Linked DNA regions of Mus musculus: regions 1 and 3 are each linked to region 2. Evidence: chromatin contacts called from public HiChIP or PLAC-seq and promoter capture Hi-C data. All regions are on one chromosome and are shown on one strand. Each heading gives the region's core, a stretch centred on a gene start, on an enhancer-like site or on the middle of the called end of the contact. The rest is flanking DNA. Distances are from core to core; before and after follow the strand shown. Region 1 has its middle 14 kb from the start of Gm38965. Region 2 holds the start of Atp1a3 (ATPase, Na+/K+ transporting, alpha 3 polypeptide). Region 3 holds the start of Lypd4 (Ly6/Plaur domain containing 4).

What was found. HiChIP or PLAC-seq counts read pairs in DNA pulled down with a chosen protein or histone mark. Capture Hi-C pulls out chosen DNA fragments and counts their contacts.
Region 1: an H3K27ac HiChIP or PLAC-seq map of large pre-B cells shows a contact between it and region 2, with 4 times the contacts expected there. The contact joins the enhancer-like site here to the promoter of Atp1a3 in region 2. A contact is called at or near these places in 1 of 15 datasets of contacts at CTCF or cohesin (CD8 T cells), 1 of 484 Hi-C or Micro-C datasets (nephron progenitors), 5 of 115 datasets of contacts at active chromatin or transcription factors (acute myeloid leukemia, embryonic stem cells, large pre-B cells and 2 more) and 1 of 9 other capture datasets (embryonic stem cells).
Region 3: a contact with region 2 is called in a promoter capture Hi-C map of liver. The contact joins the promoter of Lypd4 here to the promoter of Atp1a3 in region 2. A contact is called at or near these places in 2 of 484 Hi-C or Micro-C datasets (embryonic stem cells and granulocyte-monocyte progenitors), 1 of 115 datasets of contacts at active chromatin or transcription factors (the SCID.adh cell line) and 2 of 9 other capture datasets (adipose tissue and liver).

Annotation. Positions count from the first base shown.
Region 1 is chr7:24,837,835-24,841,847 of GRCm38.p6, forward strand. It overlaps the pseudogene Gm5893. Among named protein-coding and RNA genes, the nearest start is that of Gm38965, 14 kb to the right of the region's middle. Within about 2 kb of position 1,772, at least 72 of the 459 cell types and tissues checked have an H3K27ac peak or open chromatin away from gene starts, as enhancers often do. A contact at or near this core is called in CD8 T cells, acute myeloid leukemia and memory CD8 T cells, where this site is marked.
Region 2 is chr7:25,004,378-25,008,360 of GRCm38.p6, forward strand. It overlaps Atp1a3 (ATPase, Na+/K+ transporting, alpha 3 polypeptide), which reads right to left and starts at 1,560. Exons shown (of 23, transcript NM_001290469.1): 1 at 1,378-1,560. The coding sequence starts at 1,383.
Region 3 is chr7:24,868,271-24,872,772 of GRCm38.p6, forward strand. Lypd4 (Ly6/Plaur domain containing 4) reads right to left here and starts at 1,421. Exons shown (of 5, transcript NM_182785.3): 1 at 1,259-1,421. Dmrtc2 (doublesex and mab-3 related transcription factor like family C2) reads left to right here and starts at 1,787. Exons shown (of 9, transcript NM_027732.2): 1 at 1,787-1,902; 2 at 4,208-4,435. The coding sequence starts at 4,212.

The DNA of each region.
Region 1 (4,013 bases), core at 522-3,021, 170 kb before region 2:
CATATGGCTTAGAGTAAAAGACCCCATTGTATTTCTCTGTCTCCCAGTCGGGAAAGCCGCAAAAGAATACACGGGGAGGAACAAAAGAACTGGACGAGAGCAAAAGAGTAGTACAGAAAGGTAGGTCTGAGAATCTAGAGGAGACACAAGCATCCTCGGGGTCCCCTGGAACAACCTGGGGCTGGGGAGGGAAGACGAATTGGGGTGTGTGTGAAGATAGACTGTGCAGAGCACCCAAAAGAGCCACTCCCCCCAAAATAACCATCCCCAGCACCAGGTAGAAAGATAGCAAATGACAGGGCAAAGGGAGCAAAGGCAGGGAGGGGACAGCTTAGATGGGAAGGGAGGCAGCGCCAAGAGAGACAAGTCAGGAGTCATGGATCCCAGGGTGCTCCCCAACTCAGGAAGCAAACAACAGTGACAATGTCTCCAACTTATGTAGAGCAAGAAGTAAGAGCATTCTCAGTGAGGACAGCCAACACTGTCCACCCCGGGTAAGCACAGCCACTGACCAAGGGGAACCAGAAGGTTCTACCACCTGTCCCCACCATGGCATCTGGGACACCAGCCACTGTCCACTGTCTGACTCACAGAGCAGATCTTCTTTCCCCAGCCCTCAGTTGCTGGAGGTCCTCACCTCTTCCCGGCCACAGGAGACCAGGTCAGTGCTGAAGGGAGATTCAGTCCACCTAGGTGGGGCAGGTCTGAGGGAACCACGTGTCCAGGAGCCCGTTCCTCTTGCTAATGGCTCCCCCCACCCCTGAGGGTCCTGGACACTCATTCTCCTTTAGGAAACTCTGCCGTGAGTGTGAATTGTGTCCCTTGTCTTCATAGGAGCATGTCCCTGACACATACCCCTGAGGAAAGATTTATCACAGCTCTGTGATCTGGGAGAACCCCTGCACCAAATAATCCAGGCTTCTGTCCTTGTTGCCTCTCCTCTGGCGCTAATAAGCTCAGTCTGCAGAACAGACTCTGTAGCACGCAAACTCTAACCGGCCATGCGCATCACCAACCCTCAGGCCTCAGCGTGTCTAGCCCCGCCTCCTTCAGCTACAAATGGCGAGTCTTAGATCAACTTTGCCTTTCTGTGCTCTGGTGACTCTTCTCGTTCTTCCTCCCGCAGGTCACAGGCCCCACAACAACTCTCCTTGAGTGTGAGGCAAGTATTGCAACTCACACTTCCTGTTTCCTCTCAGAGGGCTCTGTGGGAACTGGGGACTCAGAGCCACAACTGTGCTGTCAAGTGTGTGTCCTTAGTGCCTCGTGCAACAGACAAGGAGCTTCGCCTCCCCTGTCCTTAGCCTGCTCACCTACATTCTGCCCCCTATAGAGAGAGGTCAAGGGTGCCACTGAGCTCTCACCTGTAGCTCCCAGCACAGACCCAAACAAGGAAGGGCCACACCCTTCCGCCTTGTCTAGCATCATCGGAACCTGCTCTGGCCTTCAGTGGAAGGGATTCCATTCAAAGCAGTGAGGGGTGCAGGTCCTGGGGTCTCTGCATTCCCTTCTACCCTGCACTCTTGTCCTTTAATCTGTCAGATGAATTCAGACAAGACACAGGCATTGGACAGGAGAGTGGCAGGTTTCTTAGAGAAACAAGGAAGGCCCGGGAGTGAGGGTGGGCATCGGCCAAAGGACCCACTGCAGATGGAAGGCCCTCAAGGGGTGGACAATGGCCAGAGGACCACGGGCTGCATGGTTAGGTAGGCTGGGGCTTCGTGGTTAGGTAGGCTGGCTACTGTGTTCTAAAGTCTGCACAGACAGCCTTCCTGAGGCGTGGCTTCCTGCTCAGGAGATTGACAGACCATGTGGGTTGAGGAGGAGAGGATGACCGTGTGCCTGTGTTCTCTGTCAGAAAACTCCTGCCACAGAACTTCTTACGTCCTTTTAACAATTGAGAAAGGCAGTGTTCTCAAAGCTGTCTTCCCACTCTAGTCTGGACCAGTCCTCTATCTGAGATGTACGCTGTTGGTAGTCCTCTTTAGGGCTGTCTGTCATCTTTGTACCTACCAAGGCTATTGTGTCATATTCTACTTATACTCTCAGAGGTGGAACCCACCCACAGTGAGCACACAAACCTGTCCTCCTCCCCAGACACACATTGCTGTCACATTTCCTACAGAGGGCAAAGGCAGTCTGACAGTGCACATCCTCGCACACATCTGGCTTTCATTCTGCTCTGTAGCCCATCTGGATGTCTGACTGTGAGTGACAGGAGCCCTCTCCCACAGCTGCAGCAAGGTGAGGCTCGGGCCTGTGGTGCTGATGTCACTGATCAACTCCCATCCTTTCAGGTGGATGGCGTCTGTCCAGAACACCAAAACCCAGCAACCCAACCAGCCAACTTCAGCCCCCAGGCTATAGCAGTCATGGAACTGGGCCCCCAGGCTATAGCAGTCATGGAACTGATTTTCTGAAGTTAAAAAAAAAAAAATCAACAGGATCTGGCCTGCTGACCTCACAGCTGCGTACCAGTCCCTACCCTTGCCTCTCACTAAGAGAGCTCTTTAAACTCAGGTGATAGCAGGACAGGGGCTTGTAGCATGCACAATGCTTCCAAGCTGTCTCAGGTCGCTAGACCGAGAGGGATTGGTGGTGAATTAATTTACCTGTTAGAGGAAAGGCAGCTTGGAGGGGAGCCCCTAGAGTGCACTTGTAAAAAAAAAAAAAAAAAAAAAAAAGCAATGGGTTGAGTTGTGGGGAGGGGGGCGTCCTCATGCTGAAAGAATTGGCTTTAAGGTTATGGTGACTTTGCATGCAGACTCCTGGTGCATAATTTGCATATGCCAGTAGCTTACCTGACTCTGAGTGAGCTTTGAGATTTGTCTTCCCTCTCCTGGAAGTTCACCAAGCCAACTTCTCCAAACCCTTGCATCAGGTGGACAGCCCCTCCTCTCGCAGGCACCCTGACTAAAGAAAGAGAGCCCCTGGGTCTGGGAACGCCATTCCTCTGGCCGGCGTTCCAGGCAGGAAAAGTCTCCTTTGTCACCCTCTGCACAGACTGGCTAGCGACCCTATGATAGAGCCTCTCCTTTGGCACATTTCATCCAAAAATGTTAATTAACCCTAAGACTGAAAGGCTCTATTAAGTCACAATGTCTCAAGTTGTCCTGTTGAAAGGACAGCCTAAACCCCATTGTCTCCCTTTAAGGACCAGGCCTGATTTCAAAACGAGCAAACCCCAAGTCCCAGAAACTAGGCCACAAGGCATCACCTCCAGGAACAGACCATAAAATCCAGAAACAAGGTCATAAAACCTCGTCCCACAAGAACAGCCTGGGGATAACCGCAAGAATGGAAAATATCTTATCCCAGGATGGGTCATCTGTGCTGGGCAGTCCTACCTCATCCTGTAGTTCATGACATAGGAATGCAGACAACTGACCACCTGGCACAGCCAATCAGAAGCCAACCTCTGTGACCTCCCCAGCACCCACCAATCAAATTTCAGATTACCTAACCCACTCTCTAAATATACAAGAACTAACATAGTCGCCAATCAAAGTTATACTCATGTCACCACTTTGGCCCCTGCCAATCACATTAGAGATTACCTAATCCTTCTAGAGAGTTCACCTGGTTCCCTATAAGAAGGCCTGCGTGCCTTTGTCTGGGGTCGCCATTTTGGAAAATGGTTGACTCCCTCATGCTGATTGTTTCTGCCGAATAAACAGTCTGTCTTTGCATACTATCTGAGTCTGGGGTCTTCCTTCAGCAATTTTTTACCCTTGGGCTATGACACAGCCAGACTGAAGTATCCTCCAGGAAAATGACCTTGAACTTTTACTACTGCGCTACAAAGAAACAAAAAGAATAACTTAAATTAAACGGGGTGGGGATTGGGGGAGCTGGAGGGCAAAGTACCATGTTTTTAATCTCCCCTCCTATAGCTCCATCCTTCTGGTTCTACTCCTCTGTAAAACCCCTCCTACTGGGCTCTGAATACACAAATGCTGGCTCCTCTGGAAAAGTCTCCTTTACCTGGGGAGCAACTGCCACCTCCTACCAGC
Region 2 (3,983 bases), core at 310-2,809:
TTCTTTCAGTTTCTCCTTTGGTCTCTCTGTGTCTTTCCACGTCTGTCTCTCTCTTTGTCTCGATGTCTTGTCCCTTTTTTTTTTTTTGGTTTTCAATGTCTCTTTCTGTTTCTGCCTTGTCTGTCTCTCTCACATCTAAATCATTTCCTTCCCTTCCCATCCCCATTTCTCTAAGACCCCCCTTTCCCAAAGCCCTGCGCCCTCTCTTCTCTCCCAACCATCCGTACCCCCCCCACTTCATTCCACTTACCTGAAAGCCATCACTGACTCTCACTTCCCCCTTTCTCTCCTAACCCTCCCCCATCTAGCCCTCCCTCCCATCCCCCCTCACCCACCCAGCCCACAGATCTGCAGTTCCATCCCCCATCTTCATCCGTAGGCCCTTCATCCGCCATCTTTCTCCCCACCGTTCATGTTCCCTTTGGCTCCCCATGCTGACCCCTTTCTCTTTACCCGGGGAGGGGTCCCCCCAATCCATCCACTTCCTTCTCTGACAGCCCTCCCCAAGCCCCACCCCAGACACACAGGGAGGAATCCAGAGCTGCTGCAGGGGTCAAGTGGTCGGTCAAGGAAGGAGGCTGCATCTGCTGGAGAGATGCACAGACAGAGAAGGACACACGGACACGGAGGCAAGGACATAGCAGGCATGCGAGCTCCCCCCACCCCCACCACACGGCTGTGCTTGCACACCCTCAGCCAGGCACTTGTCTGCCAGCCATCTCCTGCTCCTCCCCCTCTTCCCAGCCCTCATGTCTGTACGCGCCCCCCCCCCCCCAGATTAGGGGCTGCGAAACCTCTGCAGCCCCAGGTCTGTCACTGCAGATCACCCTTATCCAGGTCTGCAAGGAGAAAGAGAGGTCATCTTATGTCTAACTCATAACCTGTATCTGTCTCCATTGAACCAGGGGAGGGGATGGGGTCTTGATGACCCCTAAACACTGGCATAGCTCTCAGACACACCCAGACAGGTAGCGGGCTTTGAGATGGGAGGGGGTGCACAGATGGCTGCAGACCCTGTTAGGGCTGCATTAATTAAGCCGGAAGCACGCGCACACACATTCGCCCTCAAGCATTTGCACTCGTGCCGCCACACTCATGCAAGGGGCACACGAGCAACCGCACAAGGTCAAACCGAGATGCTAAGGGCCAGCCCTCCGCCCCCCCGTGGACAAAGCCTCCAACATGCGCCACAGATTCCCCCTTCGACTCAATAGCCCACTTTCCCAGCCACACAAACTAGTCAGGTCAGCCGGCTCCCGGGTCCCCGCAGACTCGGCCCCAGGGCTCAGGAGGGCAGGAGACCCCAACTCCGGCACACAGCCAAAGTCACTGGACACGATGTCACGCACACAGAGTCCAGCCGACCCCTGCACCTACCCCCATCTTGGCGGCTCCGCGGGAAGAGCGGCGTTCAGACTGATGAGCGGTGGCCGCAGGATGGGCTCAGGCGCGGGCTCGGGCTGGGGGCCTCTGCAGCGCCCGCGCCGCGGTGGGAGCGTGCGTCTGTCGGTCCGTGGGTCCCACCGCACAGAGGCTGCGGCGGCCGGGGCCTCCGCCTCCTCATATGCCCGCGCCCGCGGGGGGAGGCGGCTCCGGCCAATCAGGAGCAGTACTGAGCAGACGGACAGCTTGCGGCCCGGCCCCCAGTACTGCAGCTGTACTCCCCCTTCCCCCCCTCACCGCTCCAACCTTGTTTCTGCAAAGTGGCGGCCACTGAGAAGCTGAGCACAGTGCGGGGGGGGGGGGTGATCCCGGACATCCCCAGGGTGGGGACTCAGAGACCCCCCCTCAATATAGGGAGGTATCTTAGGGACCGAGGCTTTGAGGGTGAGGCACCCTGGAATCTGCCTCCTTCTGGGAGTGGGGTAGATACAGGGTGGGAGGAAAGGCCCAGTGAATTGCAGTAATGCAGGGCCCCAGAGTGCCACCATCTTGCAGTATGTAGAAGGGACCCCAGGAGTCTATGTTTGACACTGTTCAGGAAGAAGATAATGCCTGATGGGGAGACATGTGGAGGGGTGTTGCGGAGGTGGGAGGGGGTCCTAATATCCTCTGCACTGTGTCCCCATGACTGAACTACCAAAGATGCATCACCACACACAGCACAAAGGAGACACAAAGCCACAAGAACATACCAGGGGGCCTGGAAATGCCCCCACCATGCAGGTACCACCATCACCTCCACGTGTACCACCAAAGGCTCTCAACCACATCCCAGTCACACCACACACACACCACCACCACCACCACCACCACCATGATCTTTCAACCAGAGGCTCAAAAACCAGCCAAAGGAGAATCTATAAAGAGCTCACACCCATCACACCACAAGAGAAACCCAGTCACGATGCGGAAGTGCTGTGGAGAGCCCACGCCCTCAGAACACCACCTCACAGACTCCCATCACACACTGCACCACAGCTGACCTTGCACCATCTCACACAGAGAGCCAAGAGATTGCTTCACTTAGCACCATTGCGCAAGCATAAGACCCACATTTCCTCCAGACACTCACAGAGGCCTCTGTGGCCACTGGCGCACAAACATACAATACCATCAAACACACTTGCACATACCCCGGTGTGTTTGGGGCATGAGAAAAGGCTTGCTGTACAAACAGGCCAGATAACTGCTGTGAATGACAGGCAAAAAAGTGCACACACTCACACATAACAGAGTCATTCAGAACTCAGCCACGAGAGACCATCTCACACATCCTACATTACTGCGCTGTCATGATGCAGGAGTTTGTTGCACCTTCAAACATATCCCAATGCTCCTACCCACACACCACACCCACATCCCCGTGTGTATAAAAGGATGCGCTTGTGTCCCGCCTCCTGCTTGTCCATGCTCTCAGGCCTGCCTCTCACACACAGCACCCATTATCCTCCTCATCCGAGCCTGAGGAGTCAGTCTCCCATGCCCACCTTGACAACATTTTGCTCATGGGAACATTTTAGACTCTCTCTGGGGATGCTGGTAGAAGACAGGGGTGGGGAACGAGAACTCTGGCCAGGAGCAGGGAGTGAGTTGACTATGCAGGGTTTGGTGCATGCTAAGATTAAGGATCTGATGGCCATGGTGGAACATGCCTTTAATCCCAGCACTCAGAAAAGCAGTCTTTATGGCAGATCTTTATGAGTTCAAGGCCAGCCAGGTCTTCACAGAAAGCACCAAGACAACCAGGAAATACATGGTGAGACCTTGCTCAAAAAGGGGTTTGAGGAGTAAGATGATCCTGACCTCAAGGGGACATGGGAAAGGAGGGACACAGAGACACAGAGTGATGGCCTTGGGCAGGAATAGAGATAGTACCACATTAGAAGGAGGAAGGGGGCTTCCCCCAGCACCTAGAGCTTCATCACAACCCTGTTCTCTGGCCCATTCCCATCCCTCCTGCGGTCCCCTGTTGCCATGGTAACAGGGAGGCTGACTCTGCAGCAAAGGAGGTTGGGCCTGCAGATCCGGCTTGTTGCCATGGAGACAAGGGAAGGAGAAGGAGCCCCACCTTTCAGCACAGGTGCAGGTGTCTGAGGGGGGGGGGGTCTCAGACACCCCTTCCTCAAGTCTGTTCCTTACCCATGGGATGGAGGGATTTTTACCAACATTTATTCATTTATCCTTTCCTTCTCTCAAGATGTAATAAGCCTGGAGGTCTGTGCCTGGTCCACAGAGGACAGGTTAGAGATGCAGGGAAGGGCTGGGGCGGGTGGAGGCAGGAGGGTCGTAGATCTCAGGAGATGCATGCTCCTCCTGCCTTCTAACTGGGCTGGAGGTCCCACCCCAGACACAGGCTCAGGCTCCTTCATGTAATTCTTCCTTAGACACAAGGCTGACTAAACTGATGACTGGTGCATAACGCTCCCAATGCGAGACTCTGCAGAAGGGGGGTGGGGAGACTTTGGAAGGTCACAGGGATGGAGGAGGGCGGAAGAGCTCAGTGAGAGGAAGAAGGGGGAGAGAGAGAGGAGATACGGACA
Region 3 (4,502 bases), core at 171-2,670, 140 kb before region 2:
AAACTATCCTCTCAAAGAGTCAAGACTGGGCTTTTGAGGAGGTGCTCAAGTCTAACCATAGCCTGGGAAATGCAATTATCTTGCGAACTGTATCATTATACAACTCACAGGCTGACAGCAATCAGTGAGCTGGAAAGGGGCGACTGTTGGCAGACTTGAGGTAATAAAGACACTTCTGTACACTGTTGTTTGTGGAGTGATTGAGGGAAGAGTGGATGGGACCCCTGGGAAAAGAGGAATTGGGAGTTCCCAGCAGTGCCTGAAGCCTAGTGCAGGGAGAAGTTTTACAATAGTCAAATTCGGTTTATAAATACCCACTAGATAACTATAATAAAAATCTTCACCCTCCAATACATGAGGAGACATCGTTGTGTGATGTGACAGGTAAGAGGTTCACCCCTCTTAAAACTAAGGGAGTGCACAACCTGCAGGGAGGCACACACCACAGAACAGCACACCACAGAAGCAATTGATGTACACATGCAGCCGCCGGGCAGTGGTGGCAAAGGCCTTTAGTTCCAGCACTCCGGAGTCAGGGGCAGGTGAAACTTTTAGTTTGAGGCCAGCCTGATTAGTGGCCCAGCGATTAAGAGCACTGATTGCTCTTCCAGAAGTCCCAGGTTCAATTCCCAGCACCTACACAAAGAGCTCACAACTTTCTTTAACTCCAGTTCCAGGGATCCAACAGCTCACACCAAAGCACATGAAATAGTAACAATTTTTAAAAAGTATAGATGTACACATGCACGTGGGTTAACCACGAAAAGCACAGTGCTGTCATTAAATAAGACATGACCACATCCACAAAATTCTCGTGTATTCAAGACGCTATACATCTCTAGAGGTCACACACAAAATCAGAAGACACACAACTAACCACCTTAGGACGACTGCCTACGGGAATGGAGATGCACAGGATGGCGAAATAATTGAAACCGCGTGGGAGGGGCTACAACGTTGCCAGGCTCAGCGCTCTCCAAGCTAAACCAAACTTGTAATCTCCAAGTCCGAGTTCAATTAGCTGGGAAATCTCGGGCACTTTGTCAATCTCTTCTTCATTCACAAAAAAAAACAAAAAACGTAGGGCTATTCATCCCTCCGGGTCATTGTGAATAATAATAAGATTATTCAGACGAGTACCAGAAGGCCAACCGCTTAAGCGTTCACTTCTTTTGAGCTCCCTCCTCCCGATGTAAACTCAGCCTCTGTTCAACCCACCATTAAGCAATCCCAACACCCCAGGCTGGGCAGAAAGCACCTTTCCAGCTCCAGGACACATCCTCTGTATAGCAGTAGTCCAGCTGGAAGTCACTTCTGCCACCTTCTTTAGCCAGGAATGCCACAGACACCCGGGTGCTGTAACCCAGATGTGCGTGGCAAAAGGCAGGCTAAAAAGCCTGCCCTAAACACCAGGCATGGAGGGGGAGCCGAAGGAGGCCTAAGCGCGGAGCCCAGGTTATGCGCAGGCGCAAGCGCAGTGGGTCTGAGTCAACGCCTCAGGACCACGGTTCCTGCGGTGGGGGGGCAGGGTGGGGCAGGGCCAGCCTCGCTCTGGCTGAGGTCATTCGACGCCCCATTGGCTGCCTGCTTGCAAAGTGAAGAACAGTCTGGTGAGGTAAAGGAGGAAGGCAACGTGTGTGAGACTCAACTCGACGCGCTATTGGCTGGCGTGATTGTTGCCGCGGAGAAGCGGGTAGGCAAGAAAGGGGCGGGCCATCGGGGGACGATTGCAAACCCTATTGGCTGCGCGGCGCCGCCGAAGCGCTGTGCTTGGAGCTCATTGGTCCTTGTGTGAAGGAGCGAGCGGGAAAAGCCGCTCGAGCCGGCCGTTCCTCTTCGCCACTGTGTCGCCCTTTTCTCTGGGCCTTCTCCTGGCTGACTGTGATTCGGCTCGAGGCTGTGGTAACCACCCGCTGGCGGCATGAACATCATACCGCCCCTCCTTGCCCCGCCTCTCCTGAGCTGGGTCCCCACCATGGCCTCCCCTTGTTGCCCCCTCGCGCTGCTCAGCTCTACCCCCCACCCCCACCTCCTGAGCGCGGTCCTCGTGCCCAGCCCCCTCCCTGGGACCCTGGGGCGGGAGGGGCCGCAGGCCCAGCGTTTGGGGGTGATGGATGACTGCTGGAAGGGGGGCACCCAAGTAATGCTTGCTTGGGAAGGGGCAGTGCATGCTATTAACACGGGGTATAGGGGCGTAAGCGCCTCAGGCTGCAGTGGCTACATGGATTGTCAAGACGCCCATGCAGCTGGGTACAAGAAAGTGGCGTCCTGAGAACACCTTTGGCCTACATCAGGACTCCGCACTTAGCAGGGACTCAGTAGCCATTTGGGAAGGGGGATCTTTGTTTGTTTGTTTGTTTGTTTGTTTGTTTTGTATCTATGACAGGGTCTCATGTAGCCCAAAAACTACTGATCCTCCTGCCTCTACCCCACAAACCTGTACTCTTAAGAGTCTGCCACCACACTCAGTCAGGTTTTGTTGTTGTTGATTTGGGAGGGGGGATCGAGACAGGGTTTCTCTGTGTAGCCCTGGCCGTCCTGGAACTCACTCTGTAGACCAGGCTGGCCTCGAACTCAGAAATCCGCCTGCCTCTGCCTCCCAAGTGCTGGGATTAAAGGCGTGCGCCACCACTGCCCGGCTTTCTTTTCTTTTCTTTTCTTTTCTTTTCTTTTCTTTTCTTTTCTTTTCTTTTCTTTTCTTTCTTTCTTTTTTTTTTTTTTTGTAAAGATAGTCAATTGCCCAAACTGGCCTAGAACTCACAACAATATCCCTGCCTTACACTCCTGTCGGGATTACAGATCTCAGCTAGCATGCGTGGTTTAGTAAATATTTGTTAAACTAATGGAGTCTGAATAAAATATCTAGCAAGCAGGTGGTATAGGCCAATAATGTAATCTCAGTTTTCCAGGAGGCTGAGGGAGGAGGATAGCAAGTTCAAGGCCATCCGGGACCACTTAGCAAGACCTTGTCTCAAAAAAAAAAAAAAGTGGGGAGGCTAGGGAGACTAGGGAGGTAGCTCAGTGAGGAGCATTTGGCTAGCATGTGTTTATAAGGCTTTAGGTTCAATGTCCATTTTTTAAAAGGCAAATCCCCTCGTGAAAATGGGATAGAAAATCACTCTTTCTTTTTAAATATTTATTATAGTATAAATAACAGACACACCAGAAGAGGGCATCGGACTCTATTACAGATGGTTGTGAGCCACCATGTGGCTGCTGGGAATTGAACTCAGGACCTCTGGAAGAACAGCCAGTGCTCTTAACCACAGAGCCATCTCTCCAGCCCTATAGAAAATCTCTTGGGGATAATATTGTTACTATAGAGTACAAAAACAAAAGCCGGACTTTGGTGACAGACACCTTTAACCCAGAAGCAGAGCAGATGAATGTCTACCAGTTTGAGTCCAACCAGGTCTTCATAGAACATTCCAGGCCAGCCAGGGATACATACACACATAATAGTGAGATCTTGTCTCCAAAAGTAATTAATTTTTTAAAAAAATCAAGGGGGCTCAGTGGATAAAGCAGCACCTTGACCACATCTGTGAGTACCTGAGCTCAGACCCCCACATTAAAAGGTGGGTGCAGTGACGTCTGTCTGTGATCCCACTAGGGGTGAGGAGCTGAAACAGGTGGATCTCTGAAGCTCATCGGCCAGCCAGTCTAGCTAAACTGGAGAGCAGTGGAGGAGACACATCTAACGTCGGCCACTAGGCTCCTCCAGTAATGCTTACACGCTGTTAAAGCACACACCCCCCCCCAGAGTCACAGTGAGAGCAGAGAAAGAGTGGATTGAATCGGATAGCTCACGTGGGACTTAGAACTGAGGGGCCACATAACAATGTTTGTAAGGACCGGATAGTGCAAGGAGATGATGACAGCTGCTGAAGAGGATGCCTGAAAGCCCTGTTTGTAGACCAGAGTGTGAGCGTGCTTGAGGGCTCTGGGAGGGTGAGCGTATATATACCCGAGCATGGCAAAGCGTGCAGGTGAGCAAAAGTGAAGGATCTTAGTGTCGAATGAATACTTAAGAAAGAAAAGAGGGTCGATGAGAAAGGTTGTGGAGTGAAGAGAAGAGAAGCCAAGATGAAAGCTGGGTCCTGAGTGGGCCCAGATGGATGGCCACAGATGTGGCTTCACAAAAGCAGAAGGGCTGGGTAGGACAGAGCCAATGTAACTGTCCCGACCCACCACTCCTGCCCCTTAGATCCATGGACCCCAGTGAAACGGCTGCTCTCCACCACTGTTCTGCTGACTCTTCCCCAGCCGACGAGGCCAGAGTGCCCCAGAGTACAGAGCTTATTCCCAGGAGACCAGTCAGTCGCTCTCCAACCTGTGCCCGCTGTCGCAACCATGGGGTCACAGCCCATCTCAAGGGACACAAGCGCCTCTGCCTCTTTCAGGCTTGCGAGTGTCACAAATGTGTCCTCATCCTGTGAGTTTACGGTTCAGGGGGAGGGGGACTCTCCTCCAAAAGGCTGACTTGGACTAGCAACACCCCT